Regions from separate parts of the Mus musculus genome. Here region 2 is linked to region 1. Evidence: chromatin contacts called from public HiChIP or PLAC-seq data. All regions are on one chromosome and are shown on one strand. The core of a region is the stretch at or near the end of the contact, and the rest is flanking DNA. Distances in the headings are between cores, read along the strand shown. Region 1 holds the start of Lysmd2 (LysM, putative peptidoglycan-binding, domain containing 2). Region 2 holds the start of Hmgcll1 (3-hydroxymethyl-3-methylglutaryl-Coenzyme A lyase-like 1).

Evidence for each region. HiChIP or PLAC-seq counts read pairs in DNA pulled down with a chosen protein or histone mark.
Region 2: a FOXA1 HiChIP or PLAC-seq map of pancreatic cancer cells shows a contact between it and region 1. The contact joins the promoter of Hmgcll1 here to the promoter of Lysmd2 in region 1. A contact is called at or near these places in 1 of 39 promoter capture datasets (cranial neural crest), 1 of 484 Hi-C or Micro-C datasets (uterus) and 2 of 115 datasets of contacts at active chromatin or transcription factors (heart atrium and pancreatic cancer cells).

Annotation. Positions count from the first base shown.
Region 1 is chr9:75,621,703-75,628,062 of GRCm38.p6, forward strand. It overlaps Lysmd2 (LysM, putative peptidoglycan-binding, domain containing 2), which reads left to right and starts at 4,030. Exons shown (of 3, transcript NM_027309.2): 1 at 4,030-4,335. The coding sequence starts at 4,063.
Region 2 is chr9:76,012,273-76,018,610 of GRCm38.p6, forward strand. Hmgcll1 (3-hydroxymethyl-3-methylglutaryl-Coenzyme A lyase-like 1) reads left to right here and starts at 2,705. Exons shown (of 9, transcript NM_173731.2): 1 at 2,705-2,910. The coding sequence starts at 2,803.

The DNA of each region.
Region 1 (6,360 bases), core at 2,780-5,279:
AGTTCAAGTTTATGATCACACATCAACTTGTACACAGAAGTTCACACTGGCCAAAAATTGGAAGCGAAAGAGACGTCTTTCAGTCAGTGACTAGATAAACAATAAAACATTACCAAGTAGTGAGAGGAAATGAGGTGTAATATTGTGTGTGTGTGTGTGTGTGTGTGTGTGTGTGTGTAGTACACCGGTGTCATCGCACGCATGTGGAGGCCAGAGGACAACTTTATGGAGTTGATTCTCCCTTTTCACCTTTATATGGGCTCAGGAACAAACTCACGTTGCCAGCTTTGTGCAGCAAATGACTTTACCCACTGAGCCATGTTACCAGCACCCCATTTTTTGTTTAAATTAAATAAATGTATTTTAGAGACAAGATTTAAGCTACAAATACATGTATATATACATAACTGCATAATATATGTATATTTTATGTGTATATGTACATATAACATTATATATGCATATACACATATGGCTAGATATGTGAAATAAGTCTGAAGGCTGTATACTGTATAAATCCAACTATGTAACATATAAAATATTCCAGGAAAGAAAATATTTTATTGGTACATTCTATCAACCTTTCAAGGTTCATATCAAACTGATCTAACACAAATCTTTTCAGTGAACAAAAGTAGCAGGGAAAATCCTCAGCCGGGTGTGGTGGCGCAGTCCAGCTCACTGTACAGGATAGCCATACACAGAATCCCGTGAGTGTCATGGTTGCACCATGTTGAACAAGGCATAGGGAATGCCATCTACGGACTAACCTCATTCCCAATCAATGCTGCTCTCCTTACTCCTAAGAGCTATCCTAAAGCCTCCAGATCATGTTAGACTAGCCTGTCCCGTTCCTCTAAACCCCATATTGGGAATGTTAATTGTTATTGCATAGAATTTAGAGGCTAATTATGGAGTCCTGACATTTTTATGATGTCTTCCTTAGGACCAAAGCATAGCTTGTGTGTGTGTGTGTGTGTGTGTATGTGTTTCTCAATATTTTGCTACCCCCTTCCACAATTTATATGTTGAAATCTTAACCTTCCTGGCCAAGGATAAAAGAAGAGCTTTTTATGGGTGATTAGATTGAAAAAGGATAGGAATGAGTTACTCCTTATAAATCAGATCCAAGCTTATTGTCACTTTCCACTATGTAAGAATACATCAAGAAGGTGTGTATGAACATGGACAAAGGCTCACCAGACACTGGATATGATCTCCCCAACATCTTGGTGTTCTCAAGTTCTACAACTGTGAAGAATAAGCTCCTGCTGTTTATAAACTACCCCACATGTGCTATTTTGTCAGCACAATCCCAATGAACTAAGACAAACACTAACAAAGGAGTCTTTAAACAGTACCATTAAGCCAAATCTTTTGAAAACGTTTTATTTTATCATTGTTTTGTTTTATTGATACAGAATCTCCCTTACTATGTTGTTGATACAGATCTGGATCTTGCTTTACAGAGCATCTTGGCCTCAAACTTGCAGAAAGTTCTTGCTTCTGCTCTAAGTGCTTGGGTTTTGGGAGTACACCACAGTGCTCAGCGCATTGACTCAAGTCTTGAGGAACACTTACTAGTTAGAATAGTTCTACTCCAGCTATTATCAGCCTTGCTTGTAAACATTTCAGAATTGCCTGTTGAATTGTTCGGACTCCAGTCACTGAGACAAAGTGTCTGAGGTAATCAAGCTACAAAGAAGTGGAAAGTTAGTTTCAGTTTTTAACTTCAGGAATCTCAGTACAGTCTGTCTGCCCTATTGCCTTTGTTCTTATAGCAGAGATTTATCACAGCTGGGAGTGCACACAGAACCAATGCAGACCTTAATATTTTTCTATTGAACTTCAGGTACATGTAATAATGTGTATTTTTTTTTTATTATTCTATTGAAGTAGGCATTGCTGGAGCTTAAAAAAAAATATTGGGAAAGAACCAGTGATGCCTCCGGGAGTATGTATCTGGTGGAGATAAGGTAAATGCACAAATGTTTCAAAGAAAACACAGTTCAAAACTGAACAAGATGCACAAACCACCCTGGAGGGTCTATGGGGAAATAATAACTGGGCAGGCTGGGCTAGGGACAATTTGGGGAGAATCAGAAAAAGAATCCCATGGAGAATATAGCCTTTGATTCTAGCCTATGCACTGCCCAAGAGCACTATTTGAAAAAGGGACCTTAAAGATGGAAGAAATCTGGGAACAATGGATTGGGAATCTACTTCTAGCATTTACTGTGCTTATGGGATCAGCCGAGCTCAGGAGCTCTAGACCAGCTTTGGCAGCATGAGTCCCAGGCAACAAACACAAAACAAATTGGATGTAGTGAAACGCAGGCAATCCCAGCACTCTGGAGGCTCAGGCAGGAGGATTTTGAGTTTAAGGCCATCCTGGCCTATACAGGTCAGACCGTGTTTCAGAAAAAGAACACTAAAATGCAGGGGCCAGAGGTGTAGCTCATCTGGTAGAGAGCTTGCTGAGGTTCAGCCCACAGCACAGCACCAACCACTTGTGATGGTACAGTCTGTAATCCTAGTAACAGTAGCGGCGGCAGGAACCAAGAGATCCAGGCTACAGGGAACCTTTTCTTCAAAATAGAGCTGGAGAGATAGCTCAGCACTTAAGAGAGTGTCTTGTTCATTTAGAAGACATGGATTTGGTTTTTTAGCGATTACATCGGGCAGCTCACAACCACCTGCAATCCCAGCTCCAGCGGATCTGTCAGCCTTTTCTGGCCTCCGCGATCACCCAAAACGCATACAGAACACACACACATAGATAAAAAAAAAAAAAAAACCTAAAAGTGGACAAATGAGCAGTAGACAGGGTTTTGGGAGAATACTGTTGCTGATGGAGGGAACAACACAGGCGAAACATGAAGATGGGAGTAAGGAAGGAGGTTAAGTTTTCTGGTCAGGATGCGGTATATATGTGAAAAGTAAAAACAACTGACTTGGGTGCCAATGTGGGTTTATATTCAGGGAAAAACTGAAGAATCTTTAAGGGGTGGGTGATACTGGGGACTACTGCTGCCGCTCTTCTTCCTCCAGTGTGTCCTAAACGGTTTCTTTTGTCTTTGTGGGCACAGCAACATACCAAACTTCAGAAAACCAATGAAACAAGAGAACTCTTCTCTTCTACCTAGAGTCGGGTGTGTGTGTGTGTGTGTGTGTGTGTGTGTGTGTGTGTGTGTGTGTAAGGGGATTGGGGTGGGGATGAGGGAAGGATGGATGAACGGGTGGGGGTGGCATCTCTCAAGAGTTAGGGCAGAAGACTCCAGTTAACTCTGCACAAGCCTAGGCCTGAAACTGGCACTGGTCTTCAAAGAGGAATGGACTACCAACAATTGGAGGGTAGTCAGCTCCCAGCAGACTACCCAGCAGGCCTGAGTACCAAACAGAAAGACTTAGTATACATAGGTCGGTGATAAGAGCACTGGCTTAGTGTGTGACTGAGGTCAGTACCTTGTCAAGGGTGTGCGCGTGAGTTGTGCGTGTGTGTTGGGAGGATGTCAGAAGACCTGTACCACCCAGGTGGACAGGGACCTGTATCTATGTTCAGTGATCTTAAGGTTTCCTGCCACCGAGATTTTGATGTCATTAAGGGGGTACCACTGAGCAAGCAGGCTGCCCAATGAGGAATCCGGAAAGGCAAGCAAAGCTTGGTGGGGGTGTACTGTGGCCAGGGCAGGCTTTGGGCGGACTCTTTCTTGTCTGCACGGTTTTGGGGTCCACATGGGTCCCAGGACTCCTCCGTGGGCCTCTGTCGGCTCACGGGCCTCGGCGAGCTCCCGCTTCCGCAGGGCCTTCTCCGACAGGACCCGCACACTGCAGTCCGGGCTCAGCTCCCTTAACCCCACCAGCACACGGACCTCTGGGGCCGTGGAGAAGCCGGCCGCGGAGGGCGGCGCGCGCCATGCAGGTCCCGCAGCTCCCCGCCTCGGCCTCGCGCCTGCCGCCCCCGCGGCACGGCCAGCCGCAGCCCCAGTGAGGAGGAAGAGGCGGAGGAGGAGGCGCCGCCCCCTTGGCGAGCTCGGCGCCCGGGCGGCCTTGGCAGGACCCATGGCGGATCTCTCGCCTGCGCCGGCCCTGCGGGAAGGCGGCCCCCGTGCGCACCGGCCCTCGGCGCCCTCCCCTCCGCCGCGCTCTCGCTCCACCTCGGAGCCCGAGGAGGCCGAGCTGTCGCTGAGCCTGGCCCGCACCAAGACCCGCTCGTACGGCAGCACGGCCAGCGTGCGGGCGCCTCTGGGCGCCGGCGTCATCGAGCGCCATGTGGAGCACCGGGTCCGCGCCGGGGACACGCTTCAGGGCATCGCGCTCAAGTACGGAGTCACGGTGAGCAGGGCGCGCCGCCGCGGCCCCGGACCTGCGGCCCTCGGGCGGGGTCGGGGGTGGGAGCGGAGGGTGGGGAACAGGCCGTGCGTCCCCGCGTCCCCGCGCCGCATCCCAGCGCGCACTGCTGCAACTGCAGTGGGCGCCTAAGCTGCTGCTGCTGCTGCTGCTGCTGCTGCTGCTGCTGCTGCTGCGGAGAGGGGCGGCCGCCAGAGCTCCCCCGACCAGCTAGTGCATGGCCTTCCCAGTGCCCTGCCAGTCTCAGCTCGTATCTGTCGCGCGAGAAACAAGGAGGCCCGCGTTTTGGGCACTACCCACAGCCACCTTTCCCCGTTTTCCTCCCCGGAGCTCACTACCTATTTACTCAAAGCCACACCGATACGAATTCTGCGCTGTGTAAACAAGCTGTGATGAGTCAGGATGTACAGTTCTTCCCGTGGATGGTTCTGGTTCTATCGATTCTGCTTCTTTATTTAGAAGTGAAATTACACCCCTGTGCTCACTGGCGACCCTGAACGTGACACCTGTCTAAACAGCAGCCTGGAACTGTGGTCTAGGTGAGCTGGAGGGCCGTGTTTTACGAATTTATAAGGGTGTGCGTCTTGGGTATATTTCATTACACCTTGGGGAAGATCACGGAAACCCGAGGGAACAAATTGTTTCATTAAAATTACTTATAATTAACTGTGAGCTGTGTGATGGCCTTTTTACATTGGAACTCAGTATCCGTTTTCAATGATCTTTCCTGAAAGCGTCGGGGCAGCAGTCAGAATTAAAATGATCTCGCCTGTATCTTCAGAGTAACCTATTTTGCATATTTAACCAGGTGTTTGTTTACCAGCAAGTCTTTCTATCTATCATTTAAGCGTTTTGAGAGCTTGATCAAACCATTTTGAGACCCTTCTCCACAGTTCTAAATGTTCTTACAGCCTGCCTTCAAGCATTCACTGAGGGCTGGTTTGGGTCAGAGCCTAGGAAAAACAGAACTGAAAAAAAAAATCTAAGTGTATGAGTGTTTTGCCTGAATTAATGTATGTGCACCTTCTGTGTGCCTGGTGCCCAGAAAGACCAGAAGAGGGTGTCAGTTACCCTGGTAATGAAGTTACAGAGGTTTTGTAACTCATCATGCATGTGCTGGGAATTGAACCCTGGTTCTCTGAAAGAGCATCCTGTGCTTTTAACTACGGAGCCACCTCTCCTGCTTCTGTTTGTTTCCGCGTTTTTCTTACTTAATTTGGCTTTCATAAGAAGCCTAAGGGGAGACAGGTGTGGCTCATCTTTCTGCAGATGAGAAGGTAGATAAGTGGTCAGGGTATTTCCAAATATGGTTATTACCAAGACCGGCTTGAGTTGACACAGGGATAAAGGGTCTTCTTTGCTCTAAATATTACTTCCGGTTTGCATTCTTAGCCAGAGCTTTCGGCATCCTGCTCACTGAAGGAGGAGGGTCACTTTTGTCTGGTTTCTGTGCATCTTAGCTACTAGGCTAGTATGTGTATACTTATGAATCTGTGATATCCAAAAGAGGCCATTATTTTTTCTGTTCTCTCCCATGTGACACACGTTCTTCTGGAATTGCTTGCTTCTGCTAAACACATACTTAGTGTGATGTAGACTTCTGTTCAAATGCTTTCGAACCTGTGATTTGTCTAAAGCGGATTGTGCTACTTTTAACTTTATTATCCTTTCCTATTAAAGTATAAATCAGATTGTCCTTACTTTTATAAAGGCTTCTGATCTTTTTATTTTATTTTTTAAAATGTTATTCATTTTATGTGCAGGGGTGTTTTGCCTGCATGTATGTCTGTGTACCACATGTGTGCCTGGTGCCTGTGGAGGTCAGAAGAGGGCAAATCCCTGGGACTGGAGTCAAAGTCTGTTGTGAGCCATCACCACATGGGTGCTGAGAATAAAAACCTGGTCCAGGGTAGAGCAACCAGTGCTCTTAACTGCTAAAGTGTCTTGCCAGCCCCAACTTCTGATTCTAATGTAAATTCAGATGTAAAGAATTAGGTACTTAATCTCTGG
Region 2 (6,338 bases), core at 1,455-3,954, 390 kb after region 1:
CCCAGTTAATAAAACAGAAGCTAAAGAACTTTCTTCACACCACTCAGTCGTTTGAAGTATTCCTGACCACATGTGATCTAACATTCAATTTTTAAACCTTTCCCATTGAATTGCAGTGCTATCTTCCAAGTATGAATGGCAGGAAAATAGGAAATAAAGGCCTGCAATGTCTCCTACATGTTTGAAATATCTTGGCAGATTGGATTGGGTGCTGGTTAGATGGAGGGCTTAATGAGAGAAGGGAGTCAAGAAAATTTCACAAAAGATAGGTAGAATTCAAGACATTGAGACATTACCTAAAATCAATAAAATCATGGAAAAAACAGGAAATCTGATTCATTTTAATTTTCCGTAGGTGTTCATATCTTTTATGTTTAAATTATTGGAACACTGAAACAAAAATAGCTTAGTTATGTAAGGTAGAAAAAAAATAGAGTTTAGGTTTGAAATATAGCATTAAACATCCATGTGATTGCCCAGCGATGTTATGTCTACTGGCTTGTGGAGCCCATTTCATTCTTGATGGTATGACACAGGCTCTTTCTTTGTAGACACAGCTGGCCTGGAATTAGCTATCTAGCCTAGACTGGCCTTAAACTTACAGTCATTTTTCTACCTTACCTTCCTAAGCAATATGATTATAGTTATGCTCCAGGACACTAGGTTTGGAATCCAGGTTTCTTTATTTTTATTATTATTTTTAACTTTAAATCTATTTTTGTGTTTTCTTAAAAGACAAAATAAAATGGAGAATCTGTGTGTATGTGCATGTCAGTAGGGGTTCCCCAGATGCTAGAAGAGTCAGATTCCCCTGGGGCTAGATGTTATAGGTGTCTGGGAGCCACCTACATGGACGCCAAAGAACTGTGTATACTTGTAACCACAGAGCATTCTCTACAGAGCTGGGGCTCCCAGGTCAACCTATCCAATGAGGAGAGAGAACTGCACCATGTGCCTCAAAGCTCGGTGTTATCTCGATCTTTTTAGGCTTGTGTACAGAAAATAAGATTATTCATTGCTCAACTCTAAAAGGGATGTACATATCACACTCCAACCCCCAGGGCTCAGGGAAGAGAGAACATTAAGACTGTAAGAACCCCAGGCAGAGGATAACATCAAGGAAATAGTGTTTTCCGGGTACAACAGGGTAGTTGCATAAACAAACTCATAGCAACTGTTAACAGCATGCACAAGACCAGCACAAACACCAGCCAGACAAAAGCCCGGGGGAGAGCCGGGAAAGTAGGTATGAGATCCCACTGAGTAGCTAGCTGTTGGCACCGGATGGCTGCTTAGAAAGGGAGAGTCAGTTGCGCACCCACCAGGGCAGTTCCCTTTACCCAAAATAGTTGGGCAACACAAACAGGACTTGATGGGGGGAAAAAAATGTAACAAGCTATCCTAAAGTTGGATAAAAGGGATGAAGAGGTGGTTGGGAGGATTTGGAGTACAGGGCGTGAATGTGTTCAAAAGATCTTGTATGAAATTGCCAAGGAATTAATAAAAATATTCTTTATCCAATCTGGGTGGTGAATCCCTTCAAAATCTGTTCATATTATGTCTCAGAAGTTAGTCGTTGTATATATACGCCATCCTTTGTGCAAGCTTGTGCACCTGGGCGCTCTTGATTCCTCCTAGCTGTGGAAACAGTAGGGCCAGCTAGCTCTCCCTGCACAAGACTGTTCCTGACGATTGTGTGCTATCAGCTGCAAGCTATGGACTCCACGCTGAAGAGCATTAGAGTGTTGCAATCTAAGTGTGCTTATGAAGTAGGCCGAATGAAGCAGGGGTTATCTGATTCCAAGGCTATCATATAAATCCAATAATTTATATTTATAATATATAAACTTATATATAAATCAAACATACTTATATAGAAACTAAATATACATTTATATTATAAATATTTTATAAATATATACATTAAAATTTATTTAATTTATAATTACTTCTAACTTCTGACAGGTTGTTTTTGTTTGAATGAAAGAAAAGCCTTTATGAATTTAGTTATTGCTTTTTTCTTTCTTTCCTCCTCCTCCTCCTCCTCCTCCTCCTCCTCCTCCTCCTCCTCCTCCTTCTTCTTCTTCTTTTTCTTCTTCTTAAAAAAACAGTTCTTCATACCCAGGGGGATAGTAAAGGAACTTGTGGTGACGCCGAAGCAGACAGTTAAGTTCTAGTCCTAACCCCATGTGACAGTGGAAGGAGACAACCACTAAAACCAATAAATGTAAAACAGCGAAAAAGAATTCAGCATTTCAACATTTATCTTGCACCATCGGCTTACTGACAACTCTTGGTTTGCTTGTTTACCTCCGATATACCCCCCTCCCTCGCCCTTAATTTAGGGTTTGTGTTTTTTAATACCACAAAGCGCCTCGGCAATTTTAAATAGAGTTTTGACATAAACTCAAACCGATTCACAGTGCCAACCCTACAGGCTTGTGGCTGGGAAGGAGAGAATGTCTGTAGAGAGCCCAGTGCTTCTTCCTCTCAGAGGCCTGGGTCCTGCCTAGAGCTCTGACTCAGGCGAGCACCTGCAGACAATCAGCCCTGAGAGCACCATATTTTACGGAGGGGGGGGGGGAGTGCCACCCTGCCTCAATTAACTGTCCCCATCCAGGATCTGGCTCTCAGCGCGGGACTCAGGTGCCCGCTACACCCCTGCCTGGGCGTTGCCCAGGAACCGCGCCGCCGCAGTGCAGCTCGGACCCCGGGCACCCGCGGGACGCGCTCCCGGCTCTCACCCGGCTCTCGGCTCCGGCCGTGGGATCCAGCACCGCCCACGGCACCTAGGCTGCTGCTATGGGGAATCTACCATCTGCTGCGAAGCACTGCCTCAACTACCAGCAGCTTCTCCGCGAACATCTCTGGAGCGGAGACTCAGTGGCAGGGGCGCTGGATGCGGCGCAGGTACCACCTTGGGCCTAGGGCGTCCCTACCCCCATCCACCTCCCGTCATCCCTTTTGTCTGTGTCACCTCTGTAAGCCAGGGTCCTGCCTGAGGCCCGTTCTATTGTCAGTGTGTGGGTCTGTGGCTGAAAAGCCTCTCATCTTCTCAGCTGTGAACAGCAGGCGCATCCTTGCTGGCCTAGCAGTTTCCCTACCCCAGGCCTTTTGCAGGTCGCCAACAGGAGTGATCATGTCTGTGCGTGTTCTTGGAAGGGCGGTGCTTTTGTTCTCACTTTCTTCCTTGTAATGTGTAACAGACTACAAACATATCACCTTGTGTGGTAGAAAGAGGATGAAGCTAGGGCACACTAGGAAGGCACAGGACGACGATTAAAATCACATGGTATGTTAGAGCATTGACTATCCCTACAGTGTTTTTGCTTAATGAAATTAAACAAGCTTGAATAAAACCATTACAGACTAAAATTATTCCTGCATTTTCCTGAGAGCTTCATAAAGACAACTCATTGTTTATGTATTTATGATTCCATGTACTACCAACAAACGTGCCAGTTAAGTGAGCATAAGGTATATAAAGAAATTTCCTTTTCACATAAAACCGTAAACTTTAAACATAACAGGAAACAGCAGTAATGGTCGTTACCTAAATGTTGAAACCTGTTATGAGTCAAGGGCTTTGTGAGGCCTTAGGTATCATTAGCCTTTTAATTCTAGGCACCTGTTCACTTTGTGAACAGTGTAGTTCTTGTTATTTTTTTTTATTTTAGTGGGCTGGCCTAGCTTTGTTATGTGATGTTACACCAACAGTTCTGACAGGAGTTATTCATATCCTTATGGTGTGGTCTCAGTTCAGTGCTCCAACATGTGAAATCGAAGCCTTCGATCTACAAGTAGGACTTAGCATTCGTGGGTGGTTTTATAAATAGTTTGCTCCCCATTAATTAGAGTATGAGACTGGAGCTATTTGCAAGAGCCAAGTCCTAGAATGGGCATTCTGCCTATCAACAGATGGCTGGATACAATACAGAAGATATGGCATAATTACCCAATGGTTTATTATTCAGAGAGATGAACAAAATCAAGTCATTTGTAGGTAGATGCCTGGAAATAAGCCAGAGCCCAAACAACTAATATCGCCTGTTTCTCTGTCGCCTAAGGAAGGGACATAAATACCAAGAGGAGAAAATTGGGGGTGGGGGTGGGGTGGAGTTAGGAGACATGGCAAGCATCAGGAGGAAGGAGCAGGTGAGTGGGGGAAATGAGGCTATGAATATGATCACAGCCCACAATATGCACACGTGCAAGGGCCACAGTGAATCCGCTTTTACTAATAAGGCTCAGAAGGATTGACCAGGACCCTCTGGTGAGACCTGATGGTGACAACAGGGAAGTGGAGAGCCATGCTTTATCTTCTCTCATGTCCTCACGGTGGCTGATTTCCATGGAGTCTGGTTTGAACTTCCTGGAATGTTCTCAACATTCTTTAGCGGTCAGTTTGTCTTACGCAACCAAGAATCCCTAACATTTACTTTTCGGGATGAAGTCATGTGACTATTGCTTGGGTGATCCGTAGAGTGGTGTGTATGCTCCAGTGTTCTGATTTGTTCGGGGAAAATGAGAGCTTCGAAGATTACTGCTGAGGCTATGTAAGGTCACGGCTTTCAGACTCTTATGTGCTTTTCTGGAAGACGCTCTAAGTTATCTTAACACCCGCCAACTTTTCTGACTGAGACACTTCCATTTGCCCCTCAGTTATGTCTTACAAAGCATGTACTTGGTCCAGGTCTCTTTTTCCTGTGTCCTTGCTGAGCTCAGTGGCTTCTGTCTGTCTGGATCATCATGCCTGTCTGTCCTATGGCTTATCTCCTCTCACCCTCCTGGCTATTGTTTATATCCCAGTTCTTGGTTTTATATCCTCTTCTCACTTCTGAGCTTTTGTCTATACTTGGATATCTTAACAGAAAGTGATACTCCACATTTCCAACTTGCATCCATGTTCTCTCTCTCTCTCTCTGCTGGCTATTTTTCTGTGGAAAATCATCCCTGGTCTGCACAGAGAAGTCCTCCCACGTACTTAATTTTAATACATTCTGGAAGTCATGTAAGGGGAGGAACACTCAATGTAGAAAATGTGTCCCCTAGATGGGCCTGATATGTTGTTTATGATTGATATGGAGTGGTTCAGCTTACTGTAAGGCAGAGCTATCCCTGAGCAGAAGATAGGTGGTCCTAGGTGCTACAAGAAAGTAGTCTGAGCAAGCCATGAAAGTCAAGCCAGGAGGTAGCCATCTTCATTATCTCTGCATTTGTTCCTGCCTTGGTCTCTACCCTGACTTCCTTCAGTAGTGAACTATGATATGGAAGTATAAGGTATAAGTCCTTTCCTCCTCGGGCTGAGCTGATTTTGGTCATGGCGTTTTATCATGATAATCAAAACACTTAGTAATACACTTCCCACATGTGGGTTCTCTCCAAGATTTCCGGTTGCAATCTCTTCACAACTCACCCCACAAGCTCCAAACAGAGGGCTCCGTTCTGTTACTTTCAAAGCATTACAGGGTCCTGGAATTTCATTCTTTAAATCCTTTCAAGTGTATTTATTTCCCAAGTTCATCAGCACTACCCTTTTAAATTAGCTTTATGTGGCCTCTGTATGAGGCAACTGTGCCTTTCTCTTGTTAATTTCTGTTTTCCCCCTTCAGCCCTCTGTATACACAGTTGAGAGGTTCTGTATTTCAAGTAAAGTCATCCATTAACCCTGTTTCACAACCATCTGTGAATTCCATTATTTCTAGAAATAGATAAACAGAACTACGAACCCCCAGTAGTCCTTCATTCATCTCATTTTAAACTATTCACTTTTATTCTTGCCCTTTTTTCCCCCACAGAGGCCCTCTTTGAGGTCTCTACAAACCATGTTCCCTCTGATTTTCTCATCCATCTTAGAGGATATTTCTCCATTAATTAGCTTTTATTCCATCTTCAGTGTTCAATTTGAATGTCACTTTCTCACCAACTCCTTCTGAGATTACCATACAGTGAACTACTGTATGTAATATGGATTATCTATTTATTTGATGCTTATTTGGCATATAACTCTCAGTCATATGTTAACCCCAACAAGACCAGGAAACAACCCATCAGTGGATTTACCTCACTCAACAAAAATGCCTGATTAGTTCTGATGTTTTGTATGTACTTGCTAAACAAATAAATGACTGCTCACCTTTGCAGAGGACAAGCCAAGCATCACATAGTTGGAAAACAGTCTTAAAACAGCGATTAGCACATTATAGTATATAATACATAGTTTCTGAGAATGAGTGCCTTAGTACCAGCATCCACTGGCTGTTGTTACTGTTGGAATCATCTTTTTATTACATGGTCCCAGGCAGGGTTTGCTGGTCAAGGAAACATGCAAACGAAAT